Regions from separate parts of the Mus musculus genome. Here region 1 is linked to region 2. The links are chromatin contacts, called in public promoter capture Hi-C maps. All regions are on one chromosome and are shown on one strand. Each heading gives the region's core, a stretch centred on a gene start, on an enhancer-like site or on the middle of the called end of the contact. The rest is flanking DNA. Distances are from core to core; before and after follow the strand shown. Region 1 overlaps 1700055D16Rik (RIKEN cDNA 1700055D16 gene). Region 2 overlaps Borcs5 (BLOC-1 related complex subunit 5).

The links. Capture Hi-C pulls out chosen DNA fragments and counts their contacts.
Region 1: a promoter capture Hi-C map of pancreatic islet shows a contact between it and region 2. The contact joins two enhancer-like sites. A contact is called at or near these places in 1 of 39 promoter capture datasets (stem cell-derived epiblast-like cells), 5 of 484 Hi-C or Micro-C datasets (bone marrow-derived macrophages, cerebral cortex, embryonic stem cells and 2 more), 6 of 115 datasets of contacts at active chromatin or transcription factors (the HPC-7 cell line, VIP interneurons, bone marrow-derived macrophages and 3 more) and 4 of 9 other capture datasets (adipose tissue, embryonic stem cells, liver and 1 more).

The regions. Positions count from the first base shown.
Region 1 is chr6:134,811,819-134,815,917 of GRCm38.p6, forward strand. All of the region lies in intron 1 of 1700055D16Rik (RIKEN cDNA 1700055D16 gene), which reads left to right. Among named protein-coding and RNA genes, the nearest start is that of Crebl2, 16 kb to the right of the region's middle. Within about 2 kb of position 1,888, at least 7 of the 459 cell types and tissues checked have an H3K27ac peak or open chromatin away from gene starts, as enhancers often do. A contact at or near this core is called in pancreatic islet, where this site is marked.
Region 2 is chr6:134,699,263-134,703,474 of GRCm38.p6, forward strand. All of the region lies in intron 3 of Borcs5 (BLOC-1 related complex subunit 5), which reads left to right. Among named protein-coding and RNA genes, the nearest start is that of Gm36328, 53 kb to the right of the region's middle. Within about 2 kb of position 2,154, at least 183 of the 459 cell types and tissues checked have an H3K27ac peak or open chromatin away from gene starts, as enhancers often do. A contact at or near this core is called in pancreatic islet, where this site is marked.

The DNA of each region.
Region 1 (4,099 bases), core at 638-3,137, 110 kb after region 2:
CCTCTCTTCCTCAAATGTAAGAACACAAAAGGCCAAAGAGATGGTTAAGAGCTTAGAAAGAACCAGGGTTCAATTCCCAAATTCCCAGCACGCACATGTTGGCTTACAATCTTTCAGTAGTGCCCCCTCTCTTTCAGTAGTGCCCTCTTCTAGCCTCAAAGGGCCAAGTCATGAATACAGAACACTTATATACTCTGAGGTAATATCTATCTTTGATATTGGAGTATGCTTCTTGTATGCAGCAGAATGATGGACACTGTTTTTGCATCCATTCTGATAGTATCTTTTCTTTGGGGAATTGAGCCCATTGATTTTGTACACAAGTGTGTACCACTGCAGCTGGCTTTTACACGTGCTCTGGGAATCAAGCTCAAGTCCTGAAGCTTGTTGTCAAGTGTCTACATGCTGAGCATCTCCTGGGCCCTGTGAGTGCTTTCAATGTACTTCTTTGTTGAAACCTGCTCCATGGTAGAAGATGCATTTTATGTACCTATGGAATAATTTTTGTTTTTAATATTCTTTTTTTTGTTGTTGTTGTTGTTGTTTTTTGTTTTGGTTTTTCGAGACAGGGTTCCTCTGTATAGCCCTGGCTGTCCTGGAACTCACTCTGTAGACCAGGCTGGCCTCGAACTCAGAAATCCACCTGCCTCTGCCTCCTGAGTGCTGGGATTAAAGGTGTGCGCCACCACGTCCAGCTTTAATATTCTTTCTTTGTTTTGTATATTTAGTGTTTTGACAATTATGTGGTGGAAGGATTTTTTTTCTGGCCCTATCTATTTGGTGTTTTATAAGCTTCTTGAACATTTATAGGGATTTCTTTCTTTGGAAATTTTCTTTTTTCTTTTAAGTATTTTTTTAAGATTTATTTATTATTATACATAAGTACAGTGTAGCTGTCTTCAGATGCACCAGAAGAGGGCATCAGATCTCATTACTGATTGGTTGTGAGCCACCATGTGGTTGCTGGGATTTGAACTCAGGACCTTCGGAAGAGCAGTCGGTGCTCTTAACCATTGAGCCATCTCTCCAGCCCAGGAAATTTTCTTCTGTGATTTTATTGAAAATATTTTCTGGGCTTTTGAGCTGAATATTTCCTTCTTCTATTCCTATTATTCTTAGGTTTGATCTTTTTATAGTGTCCCAAATTTCTTGGATGTTTTGTGTCAGAAACATTTTAGATTTAATACTTTCTTTAACTAATGTATTAATTTCTACTATTCTATCTTTTATGCCTGAGATTCTCTTCTCTATCTCTTGTATTCTGTTGGTAATGCTTGCATCTGTAGTTTCTGTTCTCTTACTTAGGATTTCCATCTCCAGAATTACCTCAGTTTGTGTTTTCTTCATTTCTTCCTGCACAGCTTTGATTCCAGAACTTGGGAGGCAGAGGTAGGCCATTCTCTGAGTTCAAGGTCAGGCTGGTCTACAGAGAGTTCAAGGACAACCAGGATTACATAGGGAAACCCTGTCTTGAAAAGGTGGGGGATGGGGGTGGGGGTGGGGATGGACTTGATATGTGAGCAGGTAAACTCAAACCCACAGTAGCCTTCCTACTTCTCCCAGTGGCCCTAAGTGAAGGGCTGTGCCACTATGTCCTGCTCTGTCCTCCTAGCTCTATTTCACCGTAGATCTACTAGTTCTTCTTTCCCCCACTCCAGTGGTTAGCATGAAAATAAATAGCACTCACCTGAAGTAAAAAGAGCTAAAGTACGGGAGCACTTACCTTAAGCTTCAAGGTGGATAGAGAGTTAGGAATCGGAGCCTAATTAAACCGTTCTCTTGGTAAGTTCTGTGGAGAGGACTGCTAGCTCTGACCCTTTCGCTTGATGTCTGGAGAGGCTGGAGGTGGGAAGGATGAGGAGGAGCAAGGACAGAGCTTGGCATCCAGCTCCTGATCATTTCCTTCTGGATTTATTTGTAAGGCTGAAAATATGCTTCTTTGAACCACATGCATAAATGGGAGAGAGTACAGAGAGGGAAAGTAGTCAAGCAAGAGTGCCTGCAGAACCCTGATGTTCCTGGGACTGTGGGATGAAACCCAGGACAAATGTAAGGTTTTACAGCCACATTGATGGGCACTGTGCCACCTGCTCTCGGGCACCTGAGAAGCCTCAGTGTGGTGGCTGAGTCAACAGGAGAGCACTGTCCCCCGTGGTTTTCAGCCAATCCATTTACTCTGTGGGAGCACAGGGACTTGTAATAATTGTGAACAAATCAGAAAAACAGGAATGACTAAAAGTCTCATTAAGAATGTTTACACTGTAATACTGGGAACGAAAACAACATCCAAAATGGTACTGGCCAGTATGAGTCATGAAATTGTCTTAGTAGCCATTGTAACTCTGATCAAACAAGCATACAATTAAATTTGATATTAGAATATGAGTATAGACCATCTGGAAATATAAACAAGAAGAGAGTGATGAAAGGAAATTAGTTCCATCAGATTTCAAAATATCTTCTGAAACTACACTAATTAAAACAGCTGTTACAAACAAAACCAGACAGGGCATATCAATGGGAAGACAGAGACAATCCACAAATGAACCCATAGACCAACAGAATAGGTTTATAATAAAAGGAGCATTTCAGGGCTGGTGGGTAACCCAGAAGCAGAGCATCTGTCTATGCGCAGGGCAGTGTGTTCCGTTCTAAATCTGTAGGAAGAATATTCATGGAGTGTTATCATGAAAAAAATTTAAAAGCAGAGGAATAGCAAATCTATACCTTTTTTTTTCTCTTAAAAAAAAATAAATCCAGCACTCTGAAAAACTAAGCAGGAGGATTGTTACAAATTCAAGCCCAACCTAGGCTACATAATGAGTTCAAGGCCAACCTAAGATAAATAGCAAAACCATATCTCAAACTAAGTAAGTAAATAAATAAATGCCAGGTAAACACTTAGATATAAAAGTGAAATGATAAAGTTATTGAAATGAAACAATTTATGTATAGTCTCTGAGTATAATCTTGTGATGGAGAAGTCTTTCTCTGAGTAAAATGTAAGATTCAGTCTCCATGGAGGAATTGTTAATAAGCATGACTTTAAAATGTAAATTTCTGGGTTGAAGATGTAGCTGGGTTGGTAGAACTGGCATGCTTGCCCAGCATGCACAAAGTCCTGGGTTCCCTCAGCATCACATTAAGCAGACATGGGACACAGAGCAGGCCTGGGACCCTGGCACTTGGGAGGTAGAGGCAGAAATATCATAAGTCAATCTTGAATACAGAGTGAGTTCAAGGCCAACCTGGCTACTCAAGACCCAGTCACAAAAACTGGAATACTCCTTCCACAAACATGGATAAGCGTATGGGACACTGTACAGATATCGATGAAAGAACATATTTCTGATGCATATAAAAGAAAAGAGCAGACTGGAGAGTTTTCCCAGTGGTTAAAAGCACTAGATGCTCTTCCCCAGACTCCCAAGACAAGGTCTGGCTGTCCTGGAATTCATTTTGTAGACCAGGCTGACCCTGAACTCAGAGGCCAGCTGCCACTGTCTACCAATACTAGGACTTTAGGCATTCTCCATAACACCTAGTTTACACTTGATGCCCTTGCAGAGGACCCAGGTTCCATCTTCAGCACCTATGTGGGTGCTGACAATCCTCTATAACTTCAGTCTCAGGGGACCTGACACCCTCTTCTGATCAGGTACCCACAGAAGTGTACTTACAGCATACATACATACATACATACATACATACATACATACATACATACATGTATGTATGTACTTACATACATGCAAGCAAAAAAACTCACACACAAGATAATAAAATGAACCTAAATAAAGCAAAACAGCAATATTTGCAGAACTCTGCTGTGTGTTTGTGATCAAGAAATTCTTCCACTAGGACTCTATCTTATACATAAATCCACACAAGAACAGAGATATATCATTGAAATTCTACATGTTTGTATTAATAAAACAAAGGAAAGCAGGAATTCTCAAAGGAAAAAAAGGGAACATATGGTGTTCCACCCCACAGATTCAGGACAGTATCTAATATATATGATTGACTAAACACAAAGTCAGAAGCTTCGCATAGCGGTATGTGTCTGTAATCCCAACTCTTGAGAAGCAGATATGGG
Region 2 (4,212 bases), core at 904-3,403:
GCTCCTGCTTTGCACACTGGTCGAGAGAACTTTCTTGTCTGAGGGCAGACTAAATTGCTAGGAATTGCTGATGTAGAAGTGGTGACAGCCAGACTGCAGATCAGACCAGAGGACCTAAGGAACTCTGAAAATAAATGCCATTTCTGGAATAAAAGTTATCTATCTCGGGGGCTGGTGAGATGGCTCAGTGGGTAAGAGCACCCGACTGCTCTTCCGAAGGTCCGGAGTTCAAATCCCAGCAACCACATGGTGGCTCACAACCATCTGTAACAAGAACTGACTCCCTCTTCTGGAGTGTCTGAAGACAGCTACAGTGTACTTACATATAATAAATAAATAAATCTTAAAAAAAAAAACCTTATCTATCTCAAACACAGTGAGATACACAGAGGGAGTGCAGAGTAGTACTCTGTCAAAGTTGGAGCATGTCTTCCATGACGGCTTCTTCCAGTATCCCAGAGTACCTCAGCATTTCTTTCCCTTTGTTTTTGCTGAGACTTTGGTTCTCTGTAGTCAGACACTCATCTGCCTTCCATATAATGTGCAATGCTCATAACTGAAGTCTCCAAAATCTGCCAAATGTTGGCTATGGCCAGTCTCAACTCGTGTTCTGTGCCTCCTGTTGTGTCCACCCTGCTAGAATAATCCGTGTCTGACTTCCCTGAGACACTCCTCCTTCATCAGACAGCAGCCTAACCATCCTCTGTCCCTTATCAGAAGGAAGGGTTTGCTTCTTCCTTAGACTTTGGAAAATGTTTTCTGGATTAATTTGCATAGTTACACCTACTGTGAGTGGGAAATGATGTGGACCCCTAGACTTATCAGTCATGAGCAACCATCCAGTCTAGTTTATACTAGCTATAATATAATAGCTCCTGGCTGATGGCAGGGGTGGTATTACCAAATCCTTAGTCTGATGTCACCATCCCAGGTTCATTCTTCAGGCCAATGGTAGAGGAGTTTAGTGAGGTCTTTATCTCAACCACACCTGCAGTTGTTCTCTGGGTCGCAGGGGCAGTGCTCATGCTGTGAGATCCTCAGAGGGATTACAGAGCACTTAGCTAATCCGGGTTGCCACTGTGTAAGAATACCAGAATGTTATTTAACTTGTACAGACTTACTTTCCTTTCATCTCGGACATTGAAACAAGGAGTCCTAAAATGATAGCTCTGTGTGTTTGGAGGTTTTCATCTGTCTGACTGTCTTTCCCAATTTTTTCTCTGACTTTTGGGGCCCAGTACTTGATATTAGCCTTCCATCCCCAGGGTCTCAGTATTAGGCCTGGAGCTGAGAATTATAGTGAGTGTGAGACTCTGATGCATACATAGTTCCTGTCTAGCCTTCTGTCTTACGCCCACACACCCTGACTGAGCTCTTTCTTTCTCTTATTTGCTGCTGTCTACAGCCTTTTCAAGTCCAGGGAGGGGCATGATCTGCCAGATCGAACAGGTTTTGTTTAGGGTACTAACACAGGTTTTAAGATTTCTTTCTTAGTTAGACATAGCTCAGAAGGGAAGCCAGCATAAAGGGAAGCTGGGCAAGCCATAAAATAATAATTGGAACAGTGATGACGCCATTCAGATTCCCCAGCTGCTGGTATCTCTTCATTCTCTCAAAGACATGAGTAAATTGTGTTCCTTTACTGAAACACTTGGGTAGAGTATTTGAACAAAGGAAATGGGGTCATTTCAAAATGTCCAGTATGCGGTAATCAATGCCACTCAGCCTGTGGTGTAATTAATGGAAACACTGGCGACAGTCTGCCCATTGTTTGTCCTTGCACAACAGGAAGTGGCAGGGCACTAGAGAGCCCAAGGAGGTTTACGTAATGCAGAAGGAAGTGGCTAGAGCTCTGCTCAGCCTGGCTTTCTAACTCCAGCCTGTGGCTCACCTGAGCGCCTTCCTCGTCCTAGCACACAGAGACCATGCATTTTGTTGAGATCACCCTTTGAGTTTTGACCTTATTTAACAATAGATTTTTGTAAATGTTGTCCCGAGAAACTTACTTTTAGATCTTATACAATTATATTTTGTGGCTAGGCAGAACAAATTATGGAAAAGAAAATATGGTCAGCAGGCTTAACTGTGGACCTGCCTGGGACAGTGCTGTGGTGGCTCTTGGAGTCGGGAGATCTGGACTTGGGTGTTGGCTGTCCATGTCAGCTGGGTGACGTGAGGTGAACTGCCTATGACTCTGGAGCAGCCTTCCTCTATTAGAGGACATCTTGCAGGGCTCTCGGCTTTCCCTGCTTTGTGTGAGGTCCAGGTGGTGCCTGTCGGGTGAGGTGTGCAAAGAGATGCCAGCCCCGCAGTAGCCACTCAGAATGTCCATTTTAGATCTGGTAATGCATTACTTACTTTTTTTTTTTTTTTTTGGAAAAAGTAAATGCTGGTGTTTATGGTAGAAATCAAGTGTTTTCTTACTGGAAAACACTAAAAATTGGTATATAGATTCCTTCATTGGGGTTTTGAAAACCATTTGCTTGCTCTGACATTTGAATGAATGGATTCTATAAAGAAGAGGAGCAAAAGTTAAGTGGACGCGGCTGCCTTCGAGCTGCCTTACTGGGACAGGTTGGGTGACCTTGGGCGCATTTTTGTCTTTTCAGAATCCACTTCCCATGTTTAGCAGGAAAATGATACTTCCCTTGAGGAGTGTCATGGGACCTAAAGGTAAGGCGTGTAGAATGTACAGTCGTGTCTGCCATTTCCCGGATACTCAGGAGACAGTAGCTGTAACTTGCAAATTATCTGTCACACTTGTTAATATAATGAGCGAACCAGAGAATATTGTTTACTAGGCTCCATCTTCCAGGTCACTCTGTGGATGGCCAAAAGCGCCGGTCCCAACACTGTGTTTGCGTTTTCTGTAAATCAGCTTAGCTGCGACTTGCTGGAGTGAAGTTTTGTTCTTTAATTTCCAGAGTTAGAGTCTATGCGTGAGAATAAAAGGCTGGACCTTATTCTGAAAGCTGTTCTTGCAGCCTATTTAGAATGATGGTCTTCAGGACTTTCCTTGGGGAAACAAGGTCACTCCAGAATAGCAGTATGTGGTAACACACAGCATTCAGCCTGTAGTATAATTAATGAGAACATCTATCCACTGTCATTGTGCAAGAGAGAGTCATTCAGAAAAGAGAACGCTGAGTCTTCCGTGGGAATGGAAGGGGTGATCTAAAGGTAGACCAGAAGGCCGGAGAAAACTTAGGTGACCCAGAAAACTTGTGAGTTGAGCATGGCCCACTCCAGGCTTTCGGTGGTCTGAATCCCCATTAGACATGAAGCGGCAGTGTGACGTGAATAAAGAGGGGTTGATGGGCCATAATGGGTTGGCGTTGCATGACAGCGGGGCCACCTGTAGGAAACCTAATGACCAGGGTGGGTGTAGGATGGAGACCTTGACGGTGCCTCCAGTCAGGAGCGGAAGAGAAATAGCCTGACTGCAAATATCCTTTCGCTGTATATACATACATCAAACTGTCCTCCATAAGGATTCTTTTTTTTTTTTTTGGTTTTTGAGACAGGGTTTCTCTGTATAGCCTTGGCTGTCCTGGAACTCACTCTGCAGACCAGGCTGGCCTCGAACTCAGAAATCTGCCTGCCTCTGCCTCCCGAGTGCTGGGATTAAAGGTGTGCACCACCATGCCTGGCAGCTCCATAAGGATTCTTATTTTTTATTAAAAAATAAAAGAAGACTGTGGCCAGTACCAGCCAATGTCAGAACAAGAAAGAAGGGGCTCTGAGAGAGAGGGGTGCTCTGCGTTCTTCATTGTCCCTTGTCACAAGAAAGCATGGGGCTGAGCACCCAGCTTCTCTCTTGCTAGTTGCTCTGTGGCCTGCGCTCTCAGTTTCCTTGGGTTTGTAATGTTTTACTTGGCCACAGTGATTTGTTTGAGGGCCACTGGGCAGTGTTTAGTTCAGGATTGCCAAGTGGGTTTCATCATCCTGAACTCTAATCCTTTGCAGTTGGCCACCTGGGGTCCAGTGTCAGGACAGGCTCCCATTCCAGGTCAGATTTAGAACAGCCTGTGCTTAGTGCTATTACAGGTGTGGAAGGAAGTTCGGGTATTGGGCTTGTTTATTTGTTAAGACTAAGATCTGGGTCTCATAGCTTACCCATTTCACAGTCTACAGTTCAGTGGTCTCTAGTAAGTCAAGGGTTGTGTAACTAACACAACCAGTTCTACACTTGCCCTATCCTAGAAACATGTA